Regions from separate parts of the Danio rerio genome. Here region 1 is linked to region 2. The links are chromatin contacts, called in public Hi-C maps. All regions are on one chromosome and are shown on one strand. Each heading gives the region's core, a stretch centred on a gene start, on an enhancer-like site or on the middle of the called end of the contact. The rest is flanking DNA. Distances are from core to core; before and after follow the strand shown.

The links. Hi-C and Micro-C count contacts between places; a contact is called where the count stands out from the background.
Region 1: a Hi-C map of an unstated tissue shows a contact between it and region 2, with 1.8 times the contacts expected there. The contact joins two enhancer-like sites. A contact is called at or near these places in 2 of 18 Hi-C or Micro-C datasets (caudal fin and an unstated tissue).

The regions. Positions count from the first base shown.
Region 1 is chr13:11,889,125-11,893,633 of GRCz12tu, reverse strand. No RefSeq gene overlaps it. Among named protein-coding and RNA genes, the nearest start is that of zbtb18, 35 kb to the right of the region's middle. Within about 2 kb of position 2,978, at least 22 of the 62 cell types and tissues checked have an H3K27ac peak or open chromatin away from gene starts, as enhancers often do.
Region 2 is chr13:11,584,822-11,589,057 of GRCz12tu, reverse strand. All of the region lies in intron 16 of sdccag8 (SHH signaling and ciliogenesis regulator sdccag8), which reads right to left. Among named protein-coding and RNA genes, the nearest start is that of sdccag8, 81 kb to the right of the region's middle. Within about 2 kb of position 1,342, at least 5 of the 62 cell types and tissues checked have an H3K27ac peak or open chromatin away from gene starts, as enhancers often do.

The DNA.
Region 1 (4,509 bases), core at 1,729-4,228, 300 kb before region 2:
TTGTCTTACGTTAAATCTAACGTAATTTCCATTGAAACATTCCCCTTTTCCTTTTCTTTGAGTTGTGATTGACTAATTGACTTTGTAATTCATTGTCACTGCTTTGATTTTAATTCAGCAATTTATTTTTAAAAAGTGAATTAATTAAACTAAAAACTAATTAACATTTTCCAAAAAGTAACACAAATATTATTACTTATTTTTGAAAAGTGATGAGTTAATTTACTCACTACTTATACAAGTAATATTATTATGTAACTTGCGTTACTTGTAATGCGTTACCCCCAACACTAGTCACCACAGCTAAATCAACCGCCAACTTATTCAGCTTATGTTTTGCACAGCAGATGGCCTTCCAGTGCCAACCCAGTACTGGGAAACACCCATATACTCTCACATACACTATGACCAATTTAGTTTATTCAATTCACCTATAGTGCATGTCTTTGGACTGGGGGGAAAGCGAAGCACGCACAAGAAACCAATGCAAACATGGGGAGAACATGCAAACTCCACATAGCCTCCTCACACCAAAAGAAAAAAAAATCTTTCTTTTTTTCTTTTTTCTTTGATTTCCTTCATCCTTTAGGGTAAAACAATATTCTACAATTTAGAGTTTTTATATTTTGTTTTTATTTTTTTATTTTACAGCATGTCCACTGTAGTGGACCATTTTAGTTCAAAATGACCACCACTCAGACAACAAAACTGTACAGGATATGGCTGTAAAGGAATATTAATCCAATATTAATGAAACAAAAACCAAACAAAAGCCATTTTTAACTTTTGTATTGAAATTCCTAAAACAGTTTAGTCTGAAAAAGAGCCAAACTAAAAAAAAATAAATAAAAAAAACAAAGGAAGTGATTTTAATCCAAACAAATTTAACATAAAAGTGATTTAAAACAGATGGTCATTCTCCAATTGTCTCTAATTCTCCAATTGTCTGATTGTCAGACTCTAAATCAGAGTCTCCCTCAACTATCTCCTAAAGAATCCACTCTGCTTCAGTTCTTCCCTCTACAACATGCAGTCATTAAATATATTAGGATGGTCCTGGTGTCCACTATAGTGGACATTAAAAAAGGAGAATATTTTAAAACACAAACTAGTTAACAGCTTTGAAAGCTAAATGTAATGTTCCTGACACTTTAATAAACAAATATATATGTAATAATAATAGTAAAAAACATTTAAAAAGCTCAATTTTACATGCCTCTCTCCTAGCAAGAAGGGGATCCTAGCACGCCAGCCAATCAATTGACATATCACTAGACAGCCCAGGATGTCCTCGGAAAAGTACAACAGGGCTTGACAGAGTATCTCAAAACAATCAAAGAAAATTCATGAAAACACAATGTTCACTACAGAGGGCACAAGTCAGTGAGCGGGTTCCCAGGAGGATATAATGCCAACTGACCTAGTCGGGACTCGAACCAACAACCTTCTTGCTTTGAGGAGACAGGAGGAGACGATATGCTTTAATAAATTTGAACATGCATTGTTTTTCTTTTACCTCGCATATGTAGACATTGCATTTACTTGAAAGTCTTGGAAAAATCATGGAAAAGTCATGGAATTTTAGTAGTAAAAATGTGTATGAACCTTGTTTATAAAGGATTTATAAAGCAAAAATACTCTTCACTTTAAATCAGGTCACACAACTGCATGAAGTTGAGTTAATAAAGCATTTATTGACAGTAACCATTCTGAATAACATTCACATTCTGAATAATCTTAACCCCCCTCTTCCCAAACTACTCTTAAATAAAAATGGTTTGTAAATAATGTAATACTAAATTTAGTAATAAACAATTAATAAGTAATAAAGTATGAAAACACAATTATTAAACGCATTATAAATGTGCTTATAAGTCAAGGATGCAGCATTTGTAATCTGTATTTGTAAACTGCTTACTAACATCTATTAGTTAATACTTAACAAATAATGAATTAACTATGTACTAATGCCTAATAATTGATTCATAGTGTGTATTATTAAAAAGCGTTAACATAAAATTTAATATTCTTTTTTCTAATAATATTATGTTAACATTAACTACGACTAATAAGAGGTAAACAAGAATATTTAGCTGTTTGTTCTAACTACTTAATTATAATGAGCTGAATCAACACAATTATTGAACCAACGACCTTCTTGCTTTGAGGAGACAGTGCAAGCCACTGAACCGCCGCTTGTAACATACTGTGTCGTTTATTACTTTTACAAAAGTTAAAAAGACTTCTCTATAAGCTCTATATTTTTCTAATACATGGATTCGGTGCTTGGTTAGCAATTTTGAGTGAAAAAAGTTCAATAGTTTTATAATATGCTAATATCATGCCTTTTTTTATAAAAGTTGAAAGCAGTTGTGCTGCTTACAATGTTCCTAATATGTAAATTCATTGATCTTTTATCAATTTATGTTTATCAACTTTTTTAAAAAAAGTAGTGCTGCTTAATATTTTATAATATGCTGATTCATGTTGAAAACCACTGAGCCGCTCCATATTTTTGGAAATCATACATCTTAAAGAGATAGTTCACACCAAAAATATGAATTCTACCATTATTTAGTTCCATACCAGTTTGAGTTTCTTCATTCTTTTGAACACAAAAGAAAATATTTTGAAGAAAGTTGAAAACTGGTAACCATCGACTTCAATAGTAGGCAAAACAAATACTCTGGAAGTCAATGGTTACCGGTTTCCAACTTTCTTCTTTTCTTATCTTCTTTTGTGTTCAACAGAAGAAAGAGAGTCAAACCGGTTTGGAACAAGTAAAGGGTGAGTAAATGATGAGTTTTGAGTGAACTATCCCTTTAAATAGTGTGTATTGCTGAAGTGCTGGTGCTCATGCTGGAGAAGGCAGCAGTTTCAGCGGATGCTCTGCTCTCAGTGGCGTCTGTGCTGGACATTTGCTTCAGCTTGTCTCCAGAGCGGACAGGTGTTGGCGTCAGCAGCGTCCAGACTCGTTTCGGCAGCTGCTGCGCTCATCCACACACTCACGCACACACACACACTCCTCCCCCAACCGACAGATGTAGACACACCACCCAACTAGCTTTATGGAGCCAGAGCTGTTTTGACTTTAAATATTTGCCCAGGAGGGATTGCCCTGTTTGGGCAAGGCTTGTAGTGCAGTAGTAGGGCGAGAACAACACGGACTGGCCGACACAGAGAGAGAGAGAGAGAGAGAAAGAGAGAGAGAGGAAGAGAGAGAAAGAAAGAGGTATAGCCTGTACAAACACATAAACCTGCCGGATCAGCTGGAAGTCTGGACGAGTGTGAAGTCTTTAGGTGACATTCAGATGTTTGGCGATTGATATTCATTGGCCCCTGAAACTGTGTGTGTTTGGAGACACTTTTGGAATCAGGAGTGGCCCTTCAAAATGTTATTAGTCTGCAAACAAATGATAATTGAGCTTCTTTTAACCTTTACCTGCTGGTTTAATAAGGGATTTAGTGGTTGTATGAAGTCAGTTCACACAGGTGTGGGTCATCACATGTCACACGCAAAAAAAAAAAAAAGTCACTACAATGTGTAAAAGTCTTGTATTTTCTTTTTGAAAAATGTACTTATTTCCCAGTGTTGGGTTTCAGCTGGAAGGGCATACGCTGGGTAAACATATGCTGGACGAGTTGGCGGTTCATTCCGCTGTGGCGACCCCTGATTAGTAAAGGGACTAAGCTGAAAAGAAAATAATTGAATGAACAATGGATTTATCAAAATAAAGATTTTAAATTATAAATGTATTTATGTATCGTTTTTTATTAATTGAATATTTATTGTATATACTTTTATATATTTTTCAAAGAAAATTATTTGCATCTTGTTGCTTATAAAAAATTTATCAATTGATTTAGCACAAGTTTATAGTTTTATATATTGATATCTGTATATTAGGATATGTAGGATATAATTTTTTGTTTATAATACTTAATGATTTTTATAAGGAAAGTATTATTATATTACTTTGCGTTTAAGTATTATCTATTTAAAATGTTTTGCTTGTTTTTAAGAATTTGGATATTTACAACAGATATATATGTATATATATATATGGTTAAGTGCCATCTGAAATTTCAGTCGAAAATGAAAATTTTTCTCAGCCTCCTTATTTTTTGCCATAAAAGTAAAATTACTGAACCTACACATAGGAGCCTGTTAAAAATGCTCATTTTAGAAGAACATTTCAGATGGCATTTAGAGGTTTTTGCATCTGAACTCTTCATATATGTATTGCATCTTATTTTGCTTATTTTGGCTTATTTTGCGGTCTCTGTCACCATGTTGAGTATCTCTGAAATTATAAATATTTTAAATAGGCACTATCCTTATGAATAAACTGCATAGTTGCAATCTAAACAACTACATTCTCACCTAAAAAAACCCCCTCAAAAGTACATCATGTTGTCCGACAGCCACAATATGTGATCACTCTATGTGGGCAAAGTAATGCAGAAGGGTGAAGAGGCTGTACCAGTGCTGTTATTGCAGAATATCGC
Region 2 (4,236 bases), core at 93-2,592:
ATTGGGTAGGCTAAAATGTCCCTAGTGTATGAGTGTGTGTGGATGTTTCCCAGAGATGGGTTGCGACTAGAAGGGCATCTGCTGCATAAATTATGCTGGATGAGTTGGTGGTTCATTACGCTGTGGCGACCCCAGATTAATAAACGAACTAAGCCGAAAAAAAAATGAATAAATGAATGAAAATTACAACCTTCTTTTTAAGTTTCTTTGGATTTTTTTGCCTTTAATAAACTTGTATTTAATATATTTCCCCAATATATTAATTTGGGTGTTCTAAGTGTTACATTACTACCAATTGTGGGTTTGGTACTGACTAATCGTAGTAATGTGTATACAGAAATATGTTATTGTAAGGCATCTTACAGAAAATATTCATTTAAAAGAGAGATCTATGAGGGGTGTACACATTTATGCTGAGCAATGCTGTTGAAATTTTTTAATCAAACTATGTAAATAATATATAGCCGTAACTGGTTTTCTCATTAATACTGAAGTTTTTCTTATACTGTTCATAAAAAATGACTATTTAAATGATTTCTGAAAGATCATGTGACACTGAAGGCTTTTTAAAAATGTAATTAAAATGACCAGTGCTCAAACTTTAGCCATCAAACTCATCATAATATCATCTGCAGCTTATGATTCTAATATTAGACTATTTTTCAAGAAGTCACCAAATAAAAGGATTACAGAAGAAATCATGGAATAATTCCTGCTCTATTCCTTCCTCTTTGTTAGTTTCAGTGGGCTAAATGAGCTTGTTCCATCCATTAGAATCAGTATCAATATAACGTCAGACATGACTGAGTGAAGCTCTTTAGGCATTGTGTAATTCAGCAGTTAATTCCTTCACCTCACACACACATGCCATCTGCAGCACCTTTGCACCTCTGGAGACAGACATGCTGCATTATTAACCTATTACACAATCACACGGCCCTTAATCAGCAAATGTCAAACGCCTCTAAATCTCCCCCTTATTTACATTCTGTACAGACACGCAGAGAAAAAGTCTCAAATCCGTCCAGTACACATGACTTGTGCCCTTGTTCTGGCCTGTGCTAGTTTGTATCTGACTCCCATAAACTGTCCCCAAGAATACAAAAAGAGAGAAAACTCCTGTAGTTATCTCTGAAGCTGGACACACAACGGGAGTCTGATTAAATTAGAAGGCCGTCCAGCAGCTAAGGCTGCAAATCCAATAACCTCCCTCCATTTACTGGCACGCAACTTAATTAGGTTTTTAATACAGCTTAGTGCATGGAGCTGGGCTGAGCTGGCCCGGCCTGGACACTGCTGCCTCTGCCCGCGACCGAGAGCTGGAGAAGAGCTTCCCCGCTGACCCTGGAGAAAGAACACCATCTGCTGGCTCTCAGGCTAACTGAAGCCAGAGCCGCACAGACACCCATAACCCCACCGCTGATGACACTTTCACACACTTTACACATCTCAAAAGCGAAGTAAGATGGAGGTCAGTTAGAGATTTTTGGATATATTGTTTTTAAGGAAATGTTTGCATGCTAATCATGAGAATACATTTAATGCAAATATTAAAAAATATATAACAATAACACCACACTGTATTACAACTTCCAGGTGTACAATAAGAAGGTGATGCGAACTATTTATTTTTTTCTAAAAATGCATTACATACTATTTAGAAAAACTTGTCAGTAAGCTGATTGATTAAACAAAATTGATTAAACCCTCCCCGCCCACCCCACATTACAAGTTTCTCTTAACTTAAGTCTGCATTCATCTAATATTGATTAGTGAAGTGTGAATCGATACTAAAATATTGATATCTCCGATGCCAGCGTTGTATGTATGTTCTAGAATCGATTATCTTATCAAAACATCAATATGTCAGTAATTTGGAGCAAATATGTTGTTTATTGGAAATAGAAATACAGTGGAAAGTAATCACAATTACCCTAGTTTCTCTGAATGATGCCAACTTAGTCGGAACTACTTGTTCTTCCACCTGCCAAGTCATGTGCGTAAAATGGCACTGTACAACTGCAGATCACGCTAGCTAGTCTACTGGTCTGGCACATGTTGTTCAGTCACGCTGTCACTAGATATGGGTGACCGCAAGCGAAGTTATGTGTGGAGCTACTTTAGCTCCATAAACTCAAATGATGCAGTTTGTGACGTGTGTAACAAAACAGTGAGGTACTGTGGTAATACCACAAACCTAATCAAACACCTACATATAGACAGAATATGACTATGCCATGACTAGGCAGTCAGAAGAGGAGGAAAGGAGAGGCACAGGTGCTGCTAGGGTGAGACAGACATCGCTTTCAGAGTCCTTAGGTGCAGCAGGTAGGCACTATCCAGGTACAGAGGGAGAAAATGACAGATGTGGCTATATTTTGGGGGCTTGGGTTTTTTGTGACAATGATAAAACAAAAAAGTTCAATATCTTCAATGGGACTATATTAACATGTCACTAAAACAAAAAGTATAAATGTTTGTTAAGATGTTCAGGCAGGCGTTTTAAGATATACATGCTCAGATGCTTTCAACAAATATGTAAGTTGGCTCTTTTTTGTATAATTCTTCATCAATAAACAAGAATAACCTGTAATATGTCTCGTATTCAGTATGAAGTGAAAGCTAAGTACTTGTTACTTTAATTTTCCAAACAGTCTTTTTTGGGCAGCATCAGCATTGGATCGGTATCGCCGATACTCACCTTCATTTTATTTGGTATCGGATTGGAAACCAGTGATATCGCACATCCCTAAAATTGATATTATATAAAGCATACAAATTGTAACTGTTTTTTTTTTTATTTGAAATATAAGCATGGATGACTTATGTATGACTATATATACACACATAATTATCAATGGTTAAAACAGTTGCATTCCATATTAAAACTAATTTTTTTTTTCCACAAATATTTGATCATTTTAAAGTTTAGATGCTTTTTCTTTTGCATAAAATTTATTTACTGTCACTAATATGCAATGCATCCTTGTTGCGTAAACACATTAATTATTTATTAATGTTGTTTGTTTTTTTTACAAAAAAAATGTGTGTTGCTAGCTAAAAGAAGGAGTGTAGATCATTGCAGTGATATAAAATGTGGTTAATTCTTCTTTAATCCTCTCCTGAACAACTACCTTTCACTCAGAGCAAACAAAATGTCTGTTATAAAAAGAAACAAACACTTTATAATTCTCAATGTCTCTAAATTTATGATTTATAGTTGAGTAAAATGTAGTATGTTTTATTCTGTAAACAATTTTTTGCATAAAAGAACGAAAAGAATGTGTTTTCAGACATGCTTCATTATTAATTTTAGACAACAAAATACCAATGTTTTACAATGCTCTTTATTGACCGTCTAAACATAGACATCCTCTATATATTACAATATATAACTGCAGGTTAACAACACTGTAAAATCCAATAAGTTATGGTAACTCGAACCATTTGAGGAAACCGATTAAAACAAACCATTTGAGTTCAAAAACGAATCCTTATAAGTACTGTGAACTTAATCTATTTGAGTAAATGAAGCAATTTGAGCACAGTTAAACCCAATAAATGAAGAGAACTCAAACCAACAAGTACTGTAAAACTCAATAAGTTAAGACAGCTCAAACCGTTTGAGGAAACCGATTGTAAAAAAAAAAAAAAAAAAAAACTAATCTATGTGTATTGTGAACTTAATTAATTTAAGTTGAAGCAATGAGGCATTAGCTTTAATACTGAGTTCAAAACTGTTTTCAAACGAGTAGAACTAACTTTGTCAATTTTGAGTTAACTACACTCATTTCATTTAAAAAATTTGACTGTTGGGTTTTACAGTGTATGTTTATATATACAGTAATAACTTATTTGAAAATAAATAATAGATGCAATTTTATTTAAAATTTGTAAGAAAGGTTATCAGAGTTATCGAATGAATCAAATATTAACATTTTACTCAAACCCATAACTTTTAAATCCACAGAAACCGAGAACTTTCAAGTCTCTTAATTTCTCCAAAAGACACGCACGCACGCACGCACGCACACACGCACGCACGCACGTACACACGCACACACGCACACACACTTTTTCTTGTCATCCAAAAATCCTGTCAGGCATTATTTAAAACGCGAGTATGAATGATTATAAATATAGTAGCTGTTCTGGAATGGTCTGCGGGTGACGATGCGCTCTGTGTGTTAGTATAATAAACAGTGTGAGTGGCCTGCAGTGCTGCCACCTGTACAG